2 separate regions of the Mus musculus genome follow, and region 2 is linked to region 1. A link is a contact called in public promoter capture Hi-C data. All regions are on one chromosome and are shown on one strand. The core of a region is the stretch at or near the end of the contact, and the rest is flanking DNA. Distances in the headings are between cores, read along the strand shown. Region 1 holds the start of Tead3 (TEA domain family member 3). Region 2 holds the start of Bnip5 (BCL2 interacting protein 5).

Region 1 (5,295 bases), core at 2,046-4,545:
TACTCAGTCCGCCTGGCTCTCCCAGGCTGTCTCACAGGATACAGGCTGTGTCCATTGCATCCGGCTCCTCTGCACCCTCATACGCATCCGTGGTGGCAGAGGATCCTGTCGTTGCATTCACGTGCAGTGTCATGAACAGTCACACAGACAAACCCAAAGCCACCTCACGCATCATTTCACAACCGACAACAGAAGTGGCCACGCCATGGCATGACAGGTCACACGGAACGCCTCTCAGGTAGAATCCCAGCACCACAGTCCCTCACACAGCCAGTGTACCCAAAGACACACAAATAGACACACAAATTTTCTCCACAACTACCCTACTGTGGTACCCAACACCGGAATATCATCCCAGTGATCTCTCTCTCTCTCTCTCTCTCCCTCTCTCTCTCTCTCTCTCTCTCTCTCTCTTTCTCTCTCGTGCATTCGCGCGCGCGCACACACACACACACACACACACACATACACACACGCACACGCACACACGCACGCACGCATCTCTACCCCCCACCCAACTTACACACCAGATTCTCACAGGCTCTCTTTACACCACATGGGTCCTGGACATCCCATTTCTAGCTTGACAACAAGCAATCTTACCTCAGAGCAGTCTCTCCTAACAGCCAGCCAGCCCAAGGTCTCAGTTTCTCCAACGACCACAGTGATGAAGGACGTGGCTCTCAGGCACATCGCCCACTCTCCCCACTTGTGGCCCCAGAGACTGTACCTGGGTCCTTTCCCACACAGACACCCCCTGCACAGTGTGGCCCACACAGATGACCCCCATGGTCCTCAACTATCCTCAAATCCAGTCACACCAGCAGTTGTGTTCCCATTTCCGTCTATCACTTCCTGTCTTTTCAGGCCTGGCAGGGAGTCCAGGAAACAATCAACACTCTAGGAAACCCCAAGGGCTCAGGCTCTGGGGACCTGGGTCTGGATTCTCCCGCTCTAGCCTCCGGAGGGTCTGGAGCACGCAGAGCACCGCAACAGTGAGCACAGGCCAGCAGTGACAGGCTCAGGCTCCCGAGACCCATGGGGAACCTCCTGGGAACCCCAGAACACTGTGACAGTCAGGCCTTCCCTTTACTGCTCCTCAAACAGGAGTCCACCCTCCGAACCTCAGCTTCTCCAGATCCACCCAGGACAGGACTGGTGGCTGCTGTTCCAGCAAAAGCTCCTACATGGAACTGTGGGGGCCCTGAAAGGCTCTAAGTAGCCATCCAGTGACCTCTGAACCCCACTTACAAGGGCAAGCATCCCCAACTCCACACACAGCCTCCCCTGGCCCTTCAGTTCTGTCTCAGGCCACCGTGCTTTGACTACATGCCCTTCCCCACACTCTGCTCCCAGCCCTCCCTGCACTGTCCCGGGCGACCCACCCATCCCTCTAGACCCCTCTAGGCTCAGCTTCCATGATGGGCCTGTGGGATGAGGGACCAAGCACCTGAAGAGCTACCAATACAGTGGGCAGCAAACCAGAGACCCAGCTCCTGCCCTTGGTGGAGCTATCTTTTTATGCGTATTTCTTTTCTCCCGACAGCAGAACTAGTTAGGGTCTAAAAATTCAGTGATGGTGGATGAGAGACTCTGGATAGACACACACCTGTGTGTGTGTGTGTGTGTGTGCACTCAAAAGATTTCCTGCCAACCACTGGCCATTCTGTTCCCCAAAGTGCTAATTAGCATTAATTACAGTTCCCTCCCTGGAGGTGGGGAAGGCCTGGCTTCCAGCCCCTCCCTGAGGAGGGGGGTAATTCAGTCTCCTGTCCACTCTTGGCCCAAGGGATAAGTAGACAGACCCTCACCCTTCCCATGAAGGAAGAAAAGGCTTGTCAGACAACGGGGAAGACCAGAGTGGGAAGGGAAGACCGGATGCCCTCAACTGCTTTAACAAGTGTCAGGAGAAGGAGGTCTGGGGACTAGGAAGGGCAGAGGCATAGTCCTTACACCTTCAACTAATAGCTGCTTTCCCTCCTGGCAGCAGCCCGCAGCTGGTTGTGAGTGTAGGGGTGTCCCAGACCCCAGCACTGAGGCAAAACCCTGTGTGTACAGATCCAGGCTACGAGAGTTCAAATACACGGAGCCACCATGGACACCAGTCCCTCAAAGCTGTGTCCAGCCCCCACCGCCATCCTCCGGGCTAGGCTACAAGTCCAGGCCTGACTTGGTTCTGCCCCTACCTGGAGAGAGCTCGAGATACAGAGAGAGGGACACAGGCCCTGAGAAGCCCGGCCCTAGGCTTCGTTCGTTCCCTCTTGCTCTTTAAAAAACTAAGCCCTCAATCAGGGCCCCTGTTGGGGGGGGGGGGGGGGGCGGGTAGAGTAGGGGCTAAAGTGACACTGCCCCGAAGGCCTGCTGGGGCTAGAAAACAGACCCACATCAGCGCTCCAGCCTCCCTTCCCAGGCAGGAATAAAGACGTGACAGACAATGGAGAGGACCCGAGTGGGAAGGGAAGCCCTGTCGCCCACAATTGCCTTAACAAGTTCTCCGGAGAAGTGCGGGGAAGGCCCCAAATCCAGCCGCGTCCCGAGCGAGGCTCCTGGAGCAAGGAGCTGGGACTCGCCCCGAGGCGGGCGGCAGAACTGTAGGGGACAGGCGTCCCCCCACGCCTTTGGGTGCGCACACGCTCCGGGCTCACACTGTGGCTTCCAGACACCCGGGCCGGGTCCCAGCGCAGCCGCGAGCAGCGCGCACACCGGCGCGCCCTGGCTAAGGCCTGCGTGGAGCCCGGGGCTCGCGGGCTCTCGGGAGTCCAAAGGGCGCCCCGGATACGAGTCCCGGCGCAGGCCTTCCAAGCCCGCGGCTCTGGGCGCACACCCCGGCACACGGCGGGGCCAGGCCCGGGCACCCGGGACACTCCGGGCTTCCCAGCCTCCGGGTCGCGGGGGGGTGGGGTGGGTGGGCGGGGCTTCCCGGAGAGCGTCTCCCCCCTTCCCTCCAAAGTTCCCGGCACCCAGGTCCTGGGCTCCGGCGCGGGCTGGACAATAGCTCAGAACCCCTAGAGTGTCCCGGGTCCCCGCCATCCAGAAGCCACCCGAGCAGAGCAGTCACCTCTGCGCGCGAGGCCTCCGAGTTGCATTCCCCGGGCTTACCTGCTCCGAGCTCCGGGGGGCGCTCCGCCGGGCCGCTCCGCCGGGCCCGAGGGAGTAGTGAGGGGGGCCGGGAAGGGGGGTCGTGGGCAGGGGGATGGCCGGAATGTACGGAATGAGCCCGGCCGGAGCGGGAGGTGCTGGGCGCGGAGGAGGGAGCGAGCGGGACGGAAAGTTTGTGTTGAGGGAGCCGGGCGGGGGGTGGGGGCTGCGGGCGGGAGGGGCGGGACCGGTAGGCGGGGCCAACGGCGGGCGGGCCCACGGGTGGGCGGTGCTATTTGGGGGGAGTGATCTAAGGCGGGCCGGGGCCTGCTGTCTCTCTAACCACCCAGTCCCAAGAACGCCCGTAGCTGTGGATTCACACTCCCGCGCACCCCATTCCTCGCTCGTCGTCTCAGAGTTCCCACCTCCCCTACACAACCCCCTTGTGGGTACTCCGCTGAATCTAGAGGGATCAGGTCTGGGGCGGAGCCAAGAGGAGAGCTCTGCCCCCTAGGCTGAACTCCTTGGAGGTGTTTAGGGTCCTGGGGAGCCGCGTCCTCCGCATCCAAATGACCCGAGCGCGCACGGGGTCTCGGGCTCCCCACCCTTCTACTCGGGTCCCGGGCAGCCCAGGCCTCTGCAGCTCCCCTCCCGCCCAGAGCCCGCCCCCCACTCCGGGGCCTCAGACTTGGCTCCGCCCTGCCCGGACCCGGTTTGTCTGGTTCTCCCCGAGTGGCTTGTTTCTCGAATTTCTCCCTTTCTCCCTCTTCCTCTACCTCTAGGGCCCTCCCTCTCCTCCCTACTGGCGGAGAGTCGGGGGCCCGGACCCTGTGCGCTTGACGAGGTTCCATAGAACAGAAGGGGACGCGGGAGCGCGGGGCCAACGCAGGCACCTGAGTTTACACACATGAATCCAGAAACTACCGATGCGTTCAGCCTCGGACGTGACTTTATTGGGGATGTGGGTCCCTGGCTCTGCTTCACCATCGTCCCCTCCCCACCCCCTACAAACCCCCCAGCGCGGGGTCGGAGGGGCCTCGAACATCTGACTCCGGCTCTCTGACAGGAAGTGACTGGGGAGGAGGGGGCGAGGCAAGTACTTTTGGGCGACCAGATGTTCATCTCCATCCCCTCTGCCTCAGCCGGTGCCAGGCTGGGGGAGTGGAGGGGGGAAATGCCCGGAGGTCACGGAGAGGGGTGAGCCCTTCCATGGGAGCTGTGGGGGAGGGACCTTGCCACCCCCAACCGAATGCTTTCCCAGCGCTGAGGAGCTGTGGGGGGTCACTCGCAGGCCAGCTTCCCGTCGAAGCTGGAGAGGGCGATGGCGAAGGCCTGCAGAGCACACAGCGGGTACCGGTAGTCTAGGGTGAAGGCGTCCTCAGCCACGCGGCCGAACTGCAGCACTATATAGTCAGCTGTGAAGACAGACCGTGGGGTGACCTTGGACCCCATCTCGACAGGCAACCCCTCAACAAAACGAGGTCTTGCTCCTTGATGTGGAGTCATAGCCCCCATGCAGCTTCAGGCCACCTTCCCCGTTCTGGGTCATCCAATCAGCCCAACCCAGCCGCTACAGGGTCTGTCACACGGAGTCCGCAGGGCAGGGGCCCTGCGGGGTCTGTCACACGGAGTCCGCAGGGCAGGGGCCCTGCCTTATCATCCACCACCTGGGGCTACAGTAAACCTGTAATCTAGCAGTACAGGGAGGGACCCTGTCAAACTTGCCCAAACCAGAACCCTCCCTCACCGAGTTTTCAGTTGTCTTTTGGCCTCATTCCTCTGGCCTGCCCATAAGGCTAACCTTTGACCGCAGTTCAGACCCTTCTCCAACCCCAGGCGTTCCCTCCCTTAGCCATTAGCGCTGGACTCAGGCCTCTCCCGTTCTGATCAGGGCTATCAGCAGCAATCAATCAGCCACCCCCCTCCCCTTTCTCCCTTTTCTATCTCTTCTGAGACTAGACTTCTTGTAGCCAAAGCTAGCCTTGAACTCCCCTAATCCTTTTGCTACCTCCCTCCCAAATGTTCTGGCCTGAAACTCTCTGAGGATGAAGCTGGCTACCTTAAATCAATCAATCAAACCAACCAACCAACCCTCTACCCCAGCTCTGGTCTGATGGCAGACCAAGCTTCTACAGGAACTGGCTTTGAGATCAGTCCCAAGGTCAGGAGACAGGAGGGACAGTCCTTCTAACCCAGAGTCCTTTGTGTGGTACTCTT
Region 2 (5,295 bases), core at 1,050-3,549, 560 kb after region 1:
CAGAGACTGAGAGAGTATGGCTGGCCAGAGAGGGTGAGCCTGTTACTCTAGAGAGACGTTCTCTGTGCATACCTGTCTTTTCTGAGAAGATGCTGACCCACCTCCCCAAATTTCACTGCCAGTGATCTTTCTGGGTGTCCTCAGTATGAAATTGTGCCCATTTAGGAGTCATCACAGACAACTTCCTGGCCCAGACCGAGAGAGTCCAGGCACATTGCATGGATACCCAACCACTCATGTAAACATGTTTGTTTCCATGGCTGAGAATAGACTTCAGAGCAAAGTCCATACACCCTAGCCAGAAATACCCAAGGTCTGATGCACAGATCACGGGAGCCAAGATAGGAAAATGGCTCCAGTGACTCATTTCACAGCCACAAAGGACCAGAGAAGTCACACTGAACTGGCACGGTTTCCCCCAGCACGTGGCTGTGTTTGGCATATTTTCTAAACTGAACTTTGCCCTCATTACATTTGCCTTGCCTATTATTCTCATGCCAAAAGTTGCGGTGCTTCCTCCTCCATCCTTGTAGATCTCTCTCTCTCTCTCTCTCTCTCTCTCTCTCTCTCTCTCTCTCACACACACACACACACATATACACACTCATACACACATATACACTCACACACATACACTCATATACACATACACACATATACACACTCACTCATACACACACACTCACTCATACACACACACATACACACTCACACACACACACACATATACACACTCATACACACACATATACACTCACACACATATACACATATACACACTCACACACATTCACTCATACACACACAACACACACACACACACACCGCCTCACAGATGCTATGGAAGGCCCTGCAGGAGCACATCCTGCATACTGTCAGCCTACACTAACTCAGCATACCCAATACAGTCTCTATTCCGAGCATAAGAGGCTAAAGCTTGCCCCAGGCCCCGTGTCTAAGATCCATAAGGGATGCCTGGCTAGAGGTTCCCCTGTCCCCACCCCTGGCCAGGCAGGCCCTGTTTGTTTATGGTACAAATAAATAATTATACACAAACACTATAAGCCCTTTCACCTCGGTGATTGCGTTGACTCTGACAGCACCCAGTGAATCAGACTGTCTGGCGTGGGTACTGCGGCCCTGAGCTGCTGACACACAGTCAAAGTCCCAGAGCTGGGAGCAGAGAGCAGGACCTAAACATTCCTCTCTGGTCCAATTCCAAATCACACACACACACACACACACACACACACACACACATCCTGACTGTGTAGTCACACATCTATATATGTGTATAGAGATTGGACACATGTACCCCAAGTACAAAGCTTATGAATCCAGAGTGGGCCTCACAGCCCCATAGCCAATGGCTCTATGCTTAAGCTCACGAGGTCTCTCTCGGGCCCATACCACCCAGAGCTCAGAACCTTCCAGGCAGGGGAGAGCCAGGTGAAGCCAAGAGCAAAGCCATTATTTTGGACTCCTGCAGAGAGAGGTACAGATGCTTTCATGACTCTTGCCTTCTCACAGGCTGGGCAGTGAGGGGTTCTTCGGGGACCCCTGAGCCTGGAGTGGGAAACCTGTTCTTGGCCACACCCGGCCCCACTTGTTAAGCAACGACCAATCAAGGTCTCTCTGTGTGTGGTGGTAGTGGTGTGTGCGTGTGTGTGAGAGTGTGTGTGAGTGTGTGTGCATGCGTGCGAGGTGCATTCATTCATGTGTGGTATATGTATGTGTGGTGTGTATGTGTGTGTATGTGGGTGTGTGGTGTGTATGTGTGTGTTTGTGGTGTATGTTTTATGTGTGTGTGAGAGAGAGTGTGTGTGCTTGGTATGGTGTGTGTGTGTGTGTATGCATGTGTTTATGGTGTGTGTGGTGTGTGCAGGGGTGTCATGGGGGGTGTACCACGGCATGCATGGGAAGATTCGGATGAAGTTTTGAACTCAGGCTTGGATATCATGAGCAAGCACCTCTTCCTTCTGAGTCACACTCCATCTTTTTTTAAAAACAGACCCTAGGAAGACCAGCAAGCTAGAAGCAGAATTAGGTCTGGATTCGGGTCTATTACTCTTATGTCCAGCATCCTTTGGGACCCTGAAATACCCACCCATTGCCCTGGTTCCAAAAGCGAAGATTCAACCTACCTCAGACCACAGGAGTCGCTGCTGTCCCGGGGCATCCCTTGGCTGGGATTCCTTGATCTGGGCATTGTTCCTTGTTATGTAGAAGTCCTTTGTGGGTCAGCTCCAGCACTTCCAGGGAGAAGAAGCTGCTGTTGCGTGCAACTGCTAACACTATTCAGAGGGACTCAGAACTCCTGGCTTATATATAGTATTGTTTCCCTGGAGCTGAGCTCACAGGTAGCCAACCAGAGAGGAGGGCTGGCCACCAGGTTGCTTCCCGCCCAGGTTGCTTCCCGCTCCTCTGGGCTGTGGCAGAGATAGGAAGCTCTCTACCCAGGAGAGAGAGAGAGAGGAGAAAAAACACACACAGTTTCAGTTGACAGCTTCCTTATTGTACCTGAACGAAACCAGCGCTTAGAAACCAGCTTCATGTCTGGCCCGCGTTATGAAATTGAAATCCAAGCTTTCTTGGCGCCTCCAAGACTAAAGACCAGCACCATATTTAAAAAAAAAAAAAAAAAAAAAAAAAAAAAGACTTCCAATTCCCAATAGCCAACTTCTTAGGGGCTTGCTGGGTTTGTTTTTTGAGTTTGGGTTTTATTTATTTGTTTGTTTGTTTGTTTTTTGTTTTTGTTTTGTTTTGAGACAAAGGCCTGACTATTCTCTGTCATTTTGTCCTACCCTGCCCCCCCCCCAAAAAAAAGCTCTGGGGGCTGAAGAGATGGCCCAGTGATTAAAAGCACTGGCTGCTCTTGCAGAGAACCTGGGTTCAGTTCCTAGCAGCCATGTGATGATTTAATTCCAGTTCAAGGGGATCTAATGCCCTCTTCTGACCTCTATGGACACTGTGCAGGTATACACATACATTTATGTAAGCAAAATGCTCATGCACACAAATAAATATTTGAAAATGTCCTTTACACACACGCACACACACAACACTTTGGCCAAATTTAATCATGTGCTTTTTTTTTTTTAGATTTATTTATTATATGTAAGTCCACTGTAGCTATCTTCAGACCCCCCTGAAGAGGGTGTCTTTCATTATGGTTGTGAGCCACCATGTGGTTGCTGGGATTTGAACTCAGGACCTCTGGAAGAGCAGTCAGTGCTCTTAACCACTGAGCTATCTCTCCAGCCCCAATCATACACTCTTTTAATCCCAATATGCTGGAGGGAGAGGCAGGCAGATCTCTGTGAGTTTAAAGTCACATAGCTACATAGCCAGTTTCAGACCAGTTAATGATATTGAGACCTTGTCCCTCTCTCTCCCCGAAAAAAAAAGGTTATGATAAAATTTCTGTAGTGTGCATTTTATCACATCAAAAAGAAGCCAATGGAGGGGCAGGTGTGGGGTCACTGTGCAGATGTGGGGTCACTGTGCAGGTGTGGGCTTATTGTACAGGTGTGGGGTCACTGTGCAGGTGTGAGGTCACTGTGCAGGTGTGGGGTCACTGTGCAGGTGTGAGGTCACTGTGCAGGTGTGAGGTCACTGTGCAGGTGTGAGGTCACTGTGCAGATGTGGGGTCATTGTTCAGGCATCTGCCTGAAACTGCCCAATCCCACCCCAGACATGCTTGTATTGTGTGCCAGCGCTCACAGGAGGGAAGCTTCTGTGCCTGCACCTCTCTCATCAATGCTCCTCCAAGACCAAATCTTAGTCTGCAGCCCTAGAGACAGAGCCAGGGGTCTGAGGAACAGGGCTAGCCACAGGGTGTGTGTGGAGCCCAGTACAAAATGATTACAAAGGACCCTTCTTGAAAAGATATTAAGGCAGTGGGGTGTGGTGGTGCACACTTATAATCCCAGCATGGCAGAAGTGGAGCCAGGAGCATCAGAAGTTCAAGGCCAGCCTCTGGTATATGCTAAGTTTGGGGCTGGCCTAAATTGCACAAGACCCTGTCTCAAAAATGAAAAAAAATTTTCAAGAAAAGCCTACAGCTGAGCCTAAACCAAGCTGAGCTCCTTCCCAGGGCAAGTCCCACATACCTGTCCAGGCCTGCCTAACAAAGGGTCTCTGGTAGGGACAGCTCCCAACCGATGCTATAAAGAGAGAGCGGGCAGAAGTGGGAGGAGGGGGAGACTGGGACTATTTTATGATATTTTTATTTAATATAAGATATAGGAGACAATGTGGGGCGTGGCTCAGGGCAGAGCACACCCTACTTAGTGTGAGGACCTGGATTCCAGCCCCAGTAACTGAAAAACAAAAATATGTAACAGGCAGAAAAATTGCACAGGAGGCTGGAGAGATGGCTCAGAGATTACCAGCCCTGGCTCCTAAGGATCCAGGTTAATTTCCAACAGTCACACAGAGGCTCACAACCATCTGTAACTCAGGTTCACTGGGACCAGACACCCTACTCTGACCTTCATCAGCACCAGACATACGTGTGGTACACAGACATATATGGGATAAAATTAAATCTAAAAAAAAAAAAAATCTAGAGGTGCACAAATAATAGGAATACAGCTTGCTAACTTATGAACAAAATAGAACAGGTCAGGCCAAGTGACATTCTTCCATGATTCCATTACTCAAGAGGCTAACATAGGATCAGGAGGTCAAGGCTAGCCTGGGCTATAGTCTCGGGATTTGTCTCAAAACCCAACAACAGGATCTGATGTAGAATCATGTGCCTTTAATCTCAGAGGTTCAGACAGTTGTCTGAGTTTGAGGCTTGCCAGAGCTACACACAGTAAGATCCTGTCTCAAACAAACAACAGCATCAAACCCCATACCAAATGATGAAGGAGAAAGTAGGCCTTATGTAAACTGACTGATGTGTCCCATCCAAGATATGGTTAGGCCGAAGGTTTTTATTGTCCATATGAGGAAGCAGGCAGCCAGAGGCATCTGTGTTGTGTTTATAAAAAAAAAAAATAAAGAGGGGGAGGGGTATGTTTTATGGAGATGTGGTGAGGTATGGGGGGAGGGGGTACCTCGGTGGGCCTGTGAGACCCCGGCTTAAAGCATTTCTCCCTGAAAGGTAGAGCCCCTAAAACATTTCCCCAAGCTTGTTTTCCCTGATCTTTAAAAATACAGCTAGAGCCAGGCGGTGGTGGCGCACGCCTTTAATCCTAGCACTTGGGAGGCAGAGACAGGTGGATTTCTGAGTTCGAGGCCAGCCTGGTCTACAAAGTGAGTTCCAGGACAGCCAAGACTACAGAG

What was found. Promoter capture Hi-C pulls out the DNA fragments that hold promoters and counts their contacts.
Region 2: a promoter capture Hi-C map of liver shows a contact between it and region 1, with 2.7 times the contacts expected there. The contact joins the promoter of Bnip5 here to the promoter of Tead3 in region 1. A contact is called at or near these places in 1 of 39 promoter capture datasets (liver), 1 of 115 datasets of contacts at active chromatin or transcription factors (bone marrow-derived macrophages) and 1 of 9 other capture datasets (macrophages).

Annotation. Positions count from the first base shown.
Region 1 is chr17:28,347,510-28,352,804 of GRCm38.p6, forward strand. It overlaps Tead3 (TEA domain family member 3), which reads right to left and starts at 3,296. Exons shown (of 13, transcript NM_011566.4): 1 at 3,100-3,296. Tulp1 (tubby like protein 1) reads right to left here. Exons shown (of 15, transcript NM_021478.2): 15 at 4,006-4,493. The coding sequence ends at 4,360.
Region 2 is chr17:28,913,025-28,918,319 of GRCm38.p6, forward strand. It overlaps Bnip5 (BCL2 interacting protein 5), which reads right to left and starts at 2,300. Exons shown (of 12, transcript NM_172450.3): 1 at 2,145-2,300. The coding sequence starts at 2,209.